2 separate regions of the Mus musculus genome follow, and region 1 is linked to region 2. The links are chromatin contacts, called in public promoter capture Hi-C maps. All regions are on one chromosome and are shown on one strand. The core of a region is the stretch at or near the end of the contact, and the rest is flanking DNA. Distances in the headings are between cores, read along the strand shown. Region 1 overlaps Lrrk1 (leucine-rich repeat kinase 1). Region 2 overlaps Chsy1 (chondroitin sulfate synthase 1).

Region 1 (6,365 bases), core at 3,255-5,754, 200 kb before region 2:
TTTTATGAGGGGGAAAATGTCCAAATGGGATTATAGTTGAACTGAAACTGACTCTGTGCATAAAGCCAGGGCAATTGGCATCTTCACAGGATTTGGTCTCTAATCCATGAGCATCTGAGGTCTCTCTGGCTACACAGATCTTAATTTTCTTGGCAGTGCTTTTTCTAGAGTTCAGATCTTACTCATCTTTTTGTGAATTTTATTTCTAAGCACATGACTTTTGTGTTTTGTTGGGTAGCCAGTTTTTCCTCACTATAACAAAATACCCAATCTAACTAACTTTAAAGAGAAAAAGGTTATTTTAGCTCATCGCTTTGGTTCATGACAGATTCACTCCACTGCTTTGAAGCTGTGAGCATCCTAAAGTATTCAGCTCATGGATTGTGAGGGAGCAGAGAAGGAATGAGGAGCGACCAAGGGCCCTGAGTCCCCAAGGCTATGCCCCCAATTATGTGACGATTTCCCAGTAGGCTCATCTGCTAGTGGCTCTGCCAGCTACCAGGATTGCCACTTTGCAGAGAGAGCCTTTAAGTCACAGGCTTCTGAGGAATAGCTAAGGTCCAAACTATAACCTTGCTATTGTAAAGAAATTACACTTCAAAAGCATTCTCCAGATGATAGCTGCTCTTAATGTGGCTCACTTTTGTGATGTCTGTGTTTTAGGGCCACCCTGCTCAGTGTCTATTTAACAATATACCAAAAAAAGGAAAGCATTACATCATCCCTTTAGAGAGATGCAGGTGGTGGGCCACCAGCTCTGCCTCTTATCCCAGGGTCCCTCATCCCCTGTGAATCTTAGCCATGAATCATAGAATTCTCACCACAGCTCCTGCCCTTTAACATAGTTCAGGACTTAGCGTCTCGTCGGCCACAGCCTTTCCTGTAACATCTGTAGAAAGAATGCTTTCACTTTTCCTTCCAGAGAAAGATATACATGCTTCAGAGAGAGTTTTGGGAAGAACTTTAAAACATTTAGGGGACTTCCGAAGCCTGTTTGTCAGCATCTGGGCGTTTACAGACCTCTAATATCAACCTTGTTCTGGAGCGGGACACTGATGGGGAACAGTGGTCTCCTTCACTCGTATCTTTCCACTCAGTGCAGTGCTTAGCTGTGTCCAGCTGCTCCATAAGGACCCAGGCACCGAGTCCTCTGCATGTCTGGCCTCTCCTCCCAAGCAGCTGTGCTAAACTTCGAACTGTCCAGTAAATGCCTTCCAGAATGGCTGGGGGTCCCCAGAGATATAGGAGCCTGCTGACAGGAGCTTTTCAGGATTCTCTTCCTAACCCCCAGCCCTGTGATGTCATGGGTAATGCACACCTCCACTGTCACCTCCAGTGACTACCCAGAGGTCACCAGCCACAGTGATACCATGTGTACATGTCCTCCCACGCAGGTGCCGAAGACATGGGCAGCAAACTGTCTTTACCAGGTGGCAGCTCCACGGTGCAGTGCCCCAGCATGGAAGAAATCCACACTGCGTACAAGCAGAGGAACCTCTCCCGAGCCCGAGACCTACTCAGAGGGGTTTGTGAAGAGAGCGAATCCTCACAGGAGAAGGTAGGGTGTGCTACTGCCCCAGAGTTGCTGTTCTCTCTCTCTCTCTCTCTCTCTCTCTCTCTCTCTCTCTCTCTCTCTCTCTCTGTGTGTGTGTGTGTGTGTGTGTGTGTGTGACAGACAGACAGACAGACAGACAGACACTGTGTATGCATACTTTTACTTTACGAATTTTGCCTGCAAAGTAAGAAGCACTTCCATGGGCATGTAGTACCGAAGGAAGCCAGAAGAGGGCGTGAGATCACCTAGAATTATGGACAGTTGTGAGCCTTGATGTGGGTGTTGAGAACCAACTAAACTCAGATCCTCCGCAATGGCCACTAGTTCTTTTAACCATTGAGCTGTCTCTCCAGCCCCTTCACCATATCTTTTGGTACAGGGTCACTCACTAAACCCAGAGCTTATCATCTCAGCCACACTAGGCTGGTCAGCAAAACCCCAAGGACCTCCCTGGGTCCACACCTCTAGAACAACTGAGGTTATAGGCAGGCACCAATGAATCTGGGTTTTGCATGGTTACTGGGTATCCGAACCCAGGTCTTCATGTTTACACAGCAAGCGCTTTATCCACTGAGCACCCGACCCCCGCTTTTACCCACTGAGCTATCCCTCTACTGGAAAGTAGGAATAAAGTCTCCCCTTTAGCAATAAGGGGCAGGGAGTGTAAAGTCTCATGGATCCCAGGTTGTCTGCTAACTCACTGTGCAGTCAAGGTTGACCCTAAACTTCTGATTCTCCTGCCTCCATCTCTGCGATAGGGGTTGCAGGCATGTCCCTCCCTGCCAGGCTTAAGATGCTGGGGATGAAGGAGGATGCCTGGACCGGCTGAACCACATCCCCAGCTTTCGGGTCATCTTCGCACTGCCAGAGTCTTCACGGGACTCCAGCGTCTGTTTGGAAACACCTCGATTTGCACTTGGGCATGTGGAGAGTGGTCCTTTCCAGGGGTTTCTTCAGTGGCACGACACTATCGCCTTCCGTGTCGAGCTTTGCAGGGTTGTGAATGCAGTCTGTATCTACTGATTTCATACTTTCTTCCATTATATAACAACAGCATGTGCTCAGAAATTTTTGGAAAAATCTGTTAGTAAAAGGAAAAAAAAAAAAAAAAGAACAAAAGCTAAGCCCGTCCCTAATGTGCCCAAACACTGCCTCTTCATTGACTTGATACGTTTTCTTCTAGCCTGCTGCTCAGGTGGAGTGTTGCACTTCTGATAATATACGATGAATCATGTAGGTAATATAAATACAGATCATTGATTTGCATATACTTTGTGTTTGCTTCTATTATATGCAGGGTTTTCTGCAGGACTGTAAATTCATTGCAGGCATTGCCATTGATGGCTGCATAGTATTCCCTGTAATAGAGAGGACATAACTTAAATTCAATCCACTCCTCTTGATTGGAAATTTGGCTTATTTCAAATTTCTTACCAGTAATGTACAGAATTTTTTGCCTATTTGTTTTCTTATTGTAAGGCTATTTTCTTAGCATGCGTGGGTGTCCCAAATGGAGAGTATAGGTATGCACGCTTTTGTTAGCACATTAATATAAAACAGTGAGTTTTGTTTTGACACTTTCATACATGACGTATGCCAAACCATTGGCTAAAAAGCAAACCCAAAATTACCCTCCTGCCAACAGCTCACGGGGAATAAGAATTGAATGTTACCGTGGAAACCCTTCATCAATACTTTGTTTGCATTACTTTGGTTAGCCTAGGCTTAATCATTTAATTTAATGTTAGAAATGATTCCATTTTTAAGCCTCTAGCCAATTCTCAGAAAAGTCAGAGATTGGGAGACAATGAGCACCGTGAAGAGGACATTTGATATTGCTCTGGTTATGAATTCTCGGGGCCACACCTATGTGTGCGAGATGGCCCAACTGTTGGGTCCACAAGGTGATGTAATCCCCAGTGTTCCCTGGCTGTAGGATGCTATGAAGAATTCCCAAAGCGTCAGATAACAGCTCAACACAATTTGAAAAGCTCTCCAATATAGTTTCAGTAAATAAGCCGGTAACTTCTATTAAGAAGGACGAATGGATGCAGGCATGCAGAAGAAAGTCATGTACTAGTGCATATAAAAAATAAAAACAATTAGGCGTGATTTTAAAAACTGAAGAGAAGCTGGTGGAACTGGTGTGCGTCTCAGCATTCCTCTCTCGGTGCAGCTGAGAACCCTGCACATTCCGTACACAGCAATGCTGCATGCACTGCAGTGGACATTTTCAAGTGAGAGAGAAAAGACCTGCTAGTGTGGTCAGAGCTGGGGGGGGGTGTTGCACCTCTGGGGGGTCCCTCTCACCTTCGTTGCATCCCTGATAGAACAACAAGAAGCTGGCGACTCAGAAACAAATGGACACAGACAAAGAAGCTCTAAGGGAAGGCAGAGCACTAGGCAAGGGCAGCATGAAAAAACAGTCTATAGGCAACGCCCAGCCACACCATAGCAGTGTCTGCAGCCCTTCCCCATCACACTCCTGCCAAGGCCAGGTGGAGAGGCTCTAACCCAGCCAGGCTGTAAAAGTTGTCCCAGTCATCCAAGAAGTCTGCTGGGAGCTGGGACGTTAATCAGCACTCAGGCACTAGGTGGTAATATAATAACCATCCCCCCAACATACACACACACACACACACACACACACACACACACTGCTTTCACTGGAGACCTAAGGAGCATGAAAGACCTTCCTGCCCAACAGGACCCAGGAGTCCATTCCCCTTGTCCCATCTAATTCTGAGTAGTTCCTGTTTTCCCAGGAGTGATTAATCCACACAACTGTTCACCCACCAGAGTTAGCAGAGTCCAAGCCCAGGACTTGAATAGGATCCCGTTCCTAAAATACATTTTCACTAATCACCAGATCCTAATAAACACACTCTCCTCAGGAAACAGAAAAATATCACTCAGAGAGAACAGGGCAGCCACAGTGTCCGCAGCTGGATGAGTCAGACGTTTGGAAGCTCAGACAAGACCTCTAAAACAGACCAAACACTCCTGCGAGCAAACACGAGCATGCTTAAAGCAAAAGTAAACAGCAGGAGTCACCAAAGAAGGAGTGTCATGGAGGAGCAAAGGGGGATGAAATGGAAATTTTAGAATCTCTAAAATACAATAGCTGAAGGTTTCTTTTGTAGACAGACTCAAGTCTAGAATAGAGAAGACAGAAGAAAGAATCTATACCCTGATAGATTGAGAAGGAGGGAAGGGGAGAATGAGAGGGAAGGGAAAAAGGAAGACACAGGGAGGAGGAGAGATGGGAGAAGGGGAGATGGAAAAGAAGGGGGAGAGATGGGAAGAAAGAGGGCGAGATATGGGGAGGGGAGAGGAGAGGAAGGAGAAGAGAACGAGAAAAGGGAGAGATGGGGATGGAGGAAGGAAGAAAGGAAAGGGAGGGGAGAGGGAGAGATGGAGAAGGGAAAGGGTAGAGAAGAAAGGGGAAGAGGAAGGGGGAGAGGGAGTGAGGAAGGAGCAAGAGATTGAAAGAGCCCCAGAGGAGGTAAGAATTTTAGCTGAACTCATGCTCTCAGAGTCCACAAGGAGTGGAAGGAAACGCACTGAACCCTAATTTAGGAAACTGAAAACTCCTCCAAAGCAGAGAAGACAAAGCCAGCAGAGTGGAGAAGCAAGAAGGTCCCCGACAGGAGCGATGTCAGTGACCAGTGCTCCCCACATATCATACTCAAGCCACCATAAAAACAAAAGAAACAAAACCAAAACTATTGAAAGCTCTGAAGCTCTGGGGGGAGGAGAGAGAGAGAGGGAGAGGAAGAGGGAGAAGGAGATATGTTTCCTTGGGGGGGGGGAACAATTTGAACGACATTGTCAGACACCAAGGATCCAGGGGAAGTGACACAAAGCACTAACGAAGGAGAGGGGTCAACTTAAAGCCCCATGGCCTGGAGAATACCCCTCAAGAAGGAAGAGAAAATGAATACATTCTGGAATGATGGAGATGAGAGAACTAACGTCTGGAAGGAAGGTGTCCCTAACGGAGCAGCTATACCTAAAGGACGAACCAAGCAAGGGCTGTTGGGAATTAGGAGCCTGGTGAGAACAAAGCACAAGCACACAGAATAGGCTGTTAGTTCATTCTTTGTCCCTCGAGTTGTATTTGACAGTTGAAGCAAACGGAACCATCGCTTAATACAGCTCTTAATATAGAAAGAGGGGATTTTTAAAAACAAGGCAATTATCTAATAAAGGTAAAATTTCAATGCTATCTAAACTGATTTTAAAATTACTGAAAATAGTACTTTATCGGTCTATTTTAGTAGGCTACATATCTATAATGCAATACCTGAAGCAATCATTTACAAAACTGCATATAGCCGGATATGATGGTGCATGCCTTTAATCTCAGCACTTGGGAGGAAGGCAGCAGATCTACAAAGAGGTACACATAGAGTTCCAGACTAACCGAGGATACATGGTGAGTCACTGTCTACAAACGATTAAACATTAAAACTGTCATAGCGCTATATAAAAAACAGTATAACCAAATCAAAACAAATCAAGCTGCTCACAGGGGAAAAAAATAAAAATGAAAGTAAACAAAAGCAAACACAATCACATGGCAGACTTAAATTCAACATCTAAATAATTATATTAAATATAATTGATTTAAATCCATGAGCTTAGTTCCAGAGTTTTACAGGTAGGATTTTTAAAAAGAATAAGAAATGGATATTACCTGTGAGAAACTCACTTTAAATACAATGGTGTGTGTATTAAATACAGTGTGAGTATATGCATGTGTGAGAGTGTTTGTGTGTGTGTGTATGAGTGTGTGAGTATATATGTA
Region 2 (7,132 bases), core at 1,413-3,912:
CAGGATGCGGAGAACGAGCTGAGAAGCTGGGCTGGAGGCCAAACAGCCCGTGTGTTTTCATGCTGCCACCAACTCTGGAAGCCCATCACAAGAGACTGCTGACTGACAGAGGCCCACAAGGTCTCATCACTAAACATTAGCTTAAATCTGAGCATTCTAAAAGCCAAACAAAAGATGGAAGATTAAAATTACCCCTTCATCTAAAACTCTTGGCAACATAACTTTATTGATGACTGCCAAATGAATACTGGGCAGTTACAATGAGAAAGATTTGAAGTACATAGGAAAGAACATGATCATTATAAAGAGTAGAACAGTGCAATGTGACTTCTCTGCTAACATCAGTGAGATGGCCCAGTGGATAATGTCCTTGCTGCCAAGGCTAATGATACTAGTTTGATCCCTGGGACTAATATAGTGGAGAGAACCAACTCCTGGTAGTTGTCCTCATGTCTACATGTATATTGTAGCATGCACACATACATACAATAACTAACTAGATAAATGTAACTTAAAATTGAAAGAAATAAAAGCTTTACTACAAAGGCTTAACTGAACCAATTTCATTTTTGTTGCTTCTGCAATGTCACAGTGACTTCTGCTTTGCTGGTTGGGGAGGTTGGGGGGCACCCTCAGCGATTGGGGGTTTGTGGAGGGGAAACCGGGGCGTAGATAACATTTGAAATGTAAATAAATACAATTACCAACAAAAGAAAGAAAGGGGGAAAAAGTCCTATTGATCCCCTGCCACTGTCACCAAGTGACTTCAGCAATCTGTTGGTCAGCAAGCCGTAGCCTATCTGGGCACATCTGGTACATCCCAAAGGCAGAGTCTTGGGTTTACATTCGCTGGTTTGAGACTGGCAGTGCTGCACACTCAATGCCAGGGTACCTGCAGGGTACTTGCATCTTTTTTTAAGGGAATGGATCCCTGGATATGGTGGACACGTACGATGCTGACGCCTAGTGTGATGATTGCACTAGAGTGCAATCTTGCCAGGCCTGAGGGCAACTAGGGCACAGACAGCTGGAGATTAGCACAGAGCTGTGTGGTTTTACTTAGAATGCCCCTCCCAAAGACAGGACCTTAGTGTTTTACCTGGCTCATCTTGAACTTGTGATTGTCCTGCCTCTTAGTAGCTAGCATAGGTGTATGTCACCATGCCTAACTCATCTGAAATTTGATGTTCAAGTATAATATTTTACATGTTTGTTTATTTCATTTTATGTGTGTAGGTGTTTCCTTTTATATGTTTGTGCACCACACTCAAGCCTGGTGCCCGTGGAGGTCAGGAAAGGGCATTCTATTCCCTGATCTGCAGGTACAGGTAGATATGAGCCACTATAATCATGACTTAGTCATATAGTCTTGTTTATTTTTTTAAAAACAAGGGACTCCTCCCATGCACTGCATCTCCAAAAACTTCCTGCAGGTCTTGTAAGCCTCCCTCTTATGCCACCTCATGTCTGCTTCTTCTGAGTCTCTTGCTTTCTAGCTTTTACACAGAGAAGTTGACAGACAAGAACTGCAAGGCTGTACCGCCACAGTCTCCATGTTCAGGGCAGACAGGCACACTGTTTTTGCATCATTTAAAAAGCTAAGCATATTTGTATTACCTAGATATGCTCATTTCCATAGGCACTGTACTCTAATTGAGCAAGCAGAAACCTGAATTATTAAAATACCCATTATAAATATCTACCAACAAGCCTTCTACTGCTTTCAATTGCATCGGTATAAGTAAAACTAAGCCTTCATCTAGAGAGGGAACACGGGACCTTATGCTTGTCTGGTAAGTGCTCTATCACTGAGCTAAGTCCTCAACCTCCAATTCTTGTGTTTTGGGGGTTTTGTTTATTTTTTGTTTTTGGCTTAGGAAATAAATGTCCAGCATCAAAGAAATAAATCTGCACAGATTACTTTACCCCTAGGTAGTAGAGTCCAGCAGGGTTGCCTTCCCTGAATCCTGGTGTCAGCAGGGGATTAGCATTTAATTGCTCTGTGAATGCTGAAAGAATCTTGCTACCCAGGAAAAGGGTTGGCTGTAATGGTCCCATTACACATTTTTTTACAGTCATGACATGGCACATTATAATCTTGCTCAATGATAAGCTCTTTATGGAGCTAGAAGTCTGCAGCCTCTAGAACAAAGACCTCTTCTGTCTTCAAGTTCCTAGAAGTCAGTAAGCTACAATTCACATCCTGTATAATATCCACTCAGAGAATCCAGCTCTGTATTGCTTTGCCCAGTTTCCCAGAGCACAGAACAGTCTACAGGACACAACAACCACAACAAAAGCCCTTCATTTTCTGTTGGAAGGCTCTGTGTTCTAACTGCCCCCACCCCACTTTTGCAGTCAGATTCATGTAGCAGTCTAGGCTGTCCTCAAACTTACTATGTAGCTAAGGATGACCTTAAACTCCAACACTCCTGGCTCTACCTTTTTTAAAATTTGCAATAATTTTAGAGGGACTGGTGAGATGGTTCAGTAAATTAGCCACTTGCCACCAAGTCTGACTGCCTGGGTTCAGTATCTGGGACACATGGTAGAAGGAGAGAGCCAAGTTCACGGATTATCCTCTGACCTCTACAGACACCATAGCTGGCACACATAGGCAGGCAGACACCGAAACGTAATACAAAATGTTCTGAAACCATTTCCAATAACAGAACTGTAAATGCTGAGACTAGCACCTCCTGCCCTGTTTCCTCCTACTTAACTATGACACAGGAGCTAAAATGAGGAAATTAACATTTGTAAACAACTAGTCCTTGAGCAGTTGACTCTGCCACAACCCACCAAGCTTGCTCTTCCATGCCCCTTTCTCTTCCAACCCAGAGGCCCACATTGAGTGAAGTCTTCATGTCTCAAGACCTTGACACAGGAAGAAACACTGAGGAATTTCTGTACCTTAGACTCTAGTTTAGTCTTGCCTGGTGTGGAGTTAGAGATTTAACATAGGAAGGTGAGATGTCTTCCTCACGCTCCATCCCATTGGAGAGAATTTAACAAACATGTTACCCCCTGAGACCCTACTGGTGGATGCTGACTCACAGTAAGTTTCACTTTGTAACTGCTGAAACATGGAACCAGTCCATAAACAAGCTTTAAATTACTTAGCAGCTAGTCTGAAAAACGGAGAGATTCCTAGCTACACTGAGTAAACACTTAGTTTTTACTTTGTGGTGATCCGTGCCTGCAAGAGCAGCCCTCAGAAAGCAGAGGTGGAACTGGGAATTTAAGGCCAGCCTGGCTAGTGGAACCAAGAAAGAAAACCAATCCTGTCAAACCTTTGTGTTTGTCATCTCCCGAGACTGCTGTTCACACTGTCACTCACAGTGACAGTGCTGTCCTTCAATCCCACTCATTTGTATTTGGTCATATAATTCCTGAGTGTTAACATGACTCAGAGAAGAAAGGTATGTAAATAGTATTAACCTTATAAAGCACAGCCCAGAGGGAGCATTTGGCACCCAGTCTGGCTTCCCCCACCCCAAATACAGTCTCTACTCACTGGAAAAACCAAAGGCAATCTCTCTTTCTGCTACCCAGGACAAGTGGAAAGGTAGACTAACAGTGCTAAGTTCTACATGGTTCCGGAACACCACTACCTCCTAAGAAACGTTCTCTGAATCTAAATGAATGACAACTCCTGAAAGTTTAGTGGGTAAAGAATTGTCAGAGAAGGCTGTACTATACAGTAGACAGGGAATTTCCACCCACTGAGATACCATGTCTAGGTTTGGAGTGGCACCTGCTCCTTTCAAGTTATTCAAGCAAATCTCACGTAAAGTCCACTTTTGATAAAATCCTGCCTGGTATGAGATCTACATACAACCCCAGTACTTGAAATATATATACATATACAGCATTCTGATTATATATACATATATATACATATACAGCATTCTGATTATATATATACATATATACATATATACATAGACAACATTCTGATTATATATACATATATACACATACAGCATTCTGATTATATATATACATATATACATAGACAACATTCTGATTATATATATACACATATGTAGCATTCTGATTATATATATACATATATACATATACAACATTCTGATTAAACAAACATTCCTGTTGCACAAGGTTGAGACATACCAACTTACAACACTCTTCTAAACCTTAAGCAATTTTACCCGATTTCCCTAATCCCGTCAGCACTGCCTTTGCCACCGTTCACTGTCAAGTTCATTCTTGCCTTTGTTTCCTCATTTGCTGTGCTAAAGACACCAGATTAAGTACCAATAAAGATGATTAAATATCAGAACTACAAACTTTAATTTATTGTTGCCTCTTAAAATTGGGAAGATATCATAGTTACTTTGAAGCAACCTAAAAATATGCTTGCTTAGCTTGTACAACCACTCTGGAAATAGGTCTGGCGGTTCCTCAGAAAATTGGACATTGTACTACCAGAAGATCCAGCAATACCTCTCCTGGGCATATACCCAGAAGATGTTCCAACTAGTAATAAGGACACATGCTCCACTATGTTCATAGTAGCCTTATTTATAATAGCCAGAAGCTGGAAATAACCTTTATCAAAAAAATGGATACAGAAAATGTGGTACATTTACATTTATACAATGGAGTACTACTCAGCTATTAAAAACAATGAATTTATGAAATTCTTAGGCAAATGGATGGATCTGGAGGATATCATCCTGAGTGAGGTAACCCAATCACAAAAGAATTCACTTGATATGCACTCACTGATAAGTGGATATTAGCCCAGAAACTTAGAATACCCAAGATACAATTTGTAAAACACAAGAAAATCAAGAAGAAGGAAGGCCAAAGTGTGGATACTTCATTCCTCCTTAGAATAGGGAACAAAATACCCATGGAAGGAGTTATAGAGACAAAGTTTGGAGCTGAGACAAAAGGATGGACCATCCAGAGACTGCCCTACCCAGGGATCCATCCCATAATCAGCTACCAAACACAGACACTATTGCATATGTCAGCAAGATTTTGCTGAAAGGACCCTGATATAGCTGTCTCTTGTGAGGCTATGCCAGTGCCTGGTAAATACAGAAGTGGATGCTCACAGTCATCAATAGGATGGAACACAGGGCCCCCAATGGAGGAGCTAGAGAAAGTACCCAAGGAGCTGAAGGGGTCTGCAACCCTATAGGTGGAACAACAATATGAACTAACCAGTACCCCCAGAGCTCGTGTCTCTAACTGCATATGTAGCAGAAGATAGCCTAGTTGGCCATCACTGGGAAGAGAGGCTCCTTGGTCTTGCAAACTTTATATGTCCCAGTACAGGGGAACGCCAGGACCAAGAAGTGGGAGTGAGTGGGTAGGGGAACAGGGCGGCAGGGAAGGTACAGGGGACTTTCGGGATAGCATTTAAAATGTAAATGAAGAAAATAATAAAAAATTGAAAAAAGAAAAAAAAGTGCTTGCTTAACACTACATATACTACTATTAGAATGTTCTAGAACTCTAATTATCTTTAGAGAAAACAGAGACTCAGGCTGCCAAAGCCTTTTATACTGCATCTCTAATTCATATTGCTCCTCTAGCTGCTGCTGGGCTCTCCCTTGCTCTCCTGTGCACATCACAGTGTTCTGTCCTGGCTACTGCCAATCTGTCAAGTGGACATTGAAGATCTTTTCTGTATAAACAGCTCATTCTGATGTTGATAAGAAGTTCTTAGAATTCAGGACTCTCCTTATCCCTATTATTTCAAAATGACTTTACACTCCACTTTGAATACTTATATATTAAAATGTAGGTGATATATCCTGCTGGACAAATTAGGGTGATAACATCTGCTATCTCAATTTTTTAACTACACAGGAAATACTGTATTTCAAGATTAAAATAAAGAGAACATGTCTATCCTACCTCCTGTCAGTGTGCTAAAGAAACCTTCTGTGTCAACTATACATAACAAGCTTAATAGGTAAAATGACAACCTTCCGATAATAAAAAAGTGACTAAGAAATAAACTCTAGAATACCTTCAGCACAGGCCTATCAGACTCACAAACTGTAGACATGTGCCAGTCTGCCTTTCTCAACAACATAATCCACCTACACATATGTCAGAGATACTATTGAAGATTTACCTGCACAACAAACTGCAGATCCAAAGCAACTATCAGATCTAAGTGCAAGTCCAAAAAAGGGATTCTAATTCAATGTTGTTTCACCAATTACAGTTAAATACCTGTTTATAAAAGTCAACATCTACACACGGCGAGTTCCCAGGAATGAGTTCTGAATGGCTGTTTTGCAATACTCAAGGATACCCTCACCAGCCTCTCACCTCACAGGAGTAGCTCTTATCCTGCTCTAGTTATGGTAACACACATCATCACAACCCTTGAAACCACCCCACTCTGTCGGCAATTTCTCCCCTTGTTTCATTCTGAGAAAAAAAAAAAAAAAAGAGTAAATAAATTCAGGTTCCAGAAGTTAGGTAACTTGCTGCATGAGACCACACAGCTAAAATGAGAAGCACTGTGATTCAAGTCCAGGCCTATTTGTGACCAAAGTCCTCACCAGCCCAACCTTGCCATGTCTCAACCTCTGTGCCACCCCCGCCTCTCCATCCACCACTTCTCATGCTAATCATTTTGCTGTCTTAAGACCACACACCTTGCTCTCTGTTTGTTTATACTCCAGCCTATTTCTTCTAGAGTATGAGAGAGTAGGGTTGTCTTAGTTTACTTTTCTACTGCTGTGATGAAACCTCACAACCAAGGCAACTTCTAAAAGAAGCATTTTACAGTTTCAGAGGGCTAGAGCCCATGATGGCAGAGCAAAGACATGGCAGAAGGAATAGCAGGGAGATTACATCTTGATCTTCAAGTTCCTTCGAGGCAGAGAGTCTTGAAATCTCCAAGCCTGTCCCCAGTGACACACCTCCTTCAAAAGGCCACACCCCAATCCTTCCCAAACAGTTCTGTAACTGGAGAGGGAACAAGTAATTAAATGTGAGCCTATTAAGGCCATTCTCATGCCAACCACTACAAGGGGCTATGCTTTCTTTATTTCTATGATATAAATAATAACAGGGATGTTTTCAGTACCAGTGTCACCAGAAGTATGTGCTGCTAATGAAAGAGGTACAAATTTTA

The links. Capture Hi-C pulls out chosen DNA fragments and counts their contacts.
Region 1: a contact with region 2 is called in a promoter capture Hi-C map of adipose tissue. The contact joins two enhancer-like sites. A contact is called at or near these places in 2 of 115 datasets of contacts at active chromatin or transcription factors (bone marrow-derived macrophages and embryonic basal ganglia) and 1 of 9 other capture datasets (adipose tissue).

What each region holds. Positions count from the first base shown.
Region 1 is chr7:66,337,955-66,344,319 of GRCm38.p6, reverse strand. It overlaps Lrrk1 (leucine-rich repeat kinase 1), which reads left to right. Exons shown (of 34, transcript NM_146191.3): 3 at 1,395-1,558. Among named protein-coding and RNA genes, the nearest start is that of Mir7057, 41 kb to the left of the region's middle. Within about 2 kb of position 4,504, at least 74 of the 459 cell types and tissues checked have an H3K27ac peak or open chromatin away from gene starts, as enhancers often do. A contact at or near this core is called in adipose tissue, where this site is marked.
Region 2 is chr7:66,131,406-66,138,537 of GRCm38.p6, reverse strand. All of the region lies in intron 2 of Chsy1 (chondroitin sulfate synthase 1), which reads right to left. Among named protein-coding and RNA genes, the nearest start is that of Chsy1, 25 kb to the right of the region's middle. Within about 2 kb of position 2,662, at least 102 of the 459 cell types and tissues checked have an H3K27ac peak or open chromatin away from gene starts, as enhancers often do. A contact at or near this core is called in adipose tissue, where this site is marked.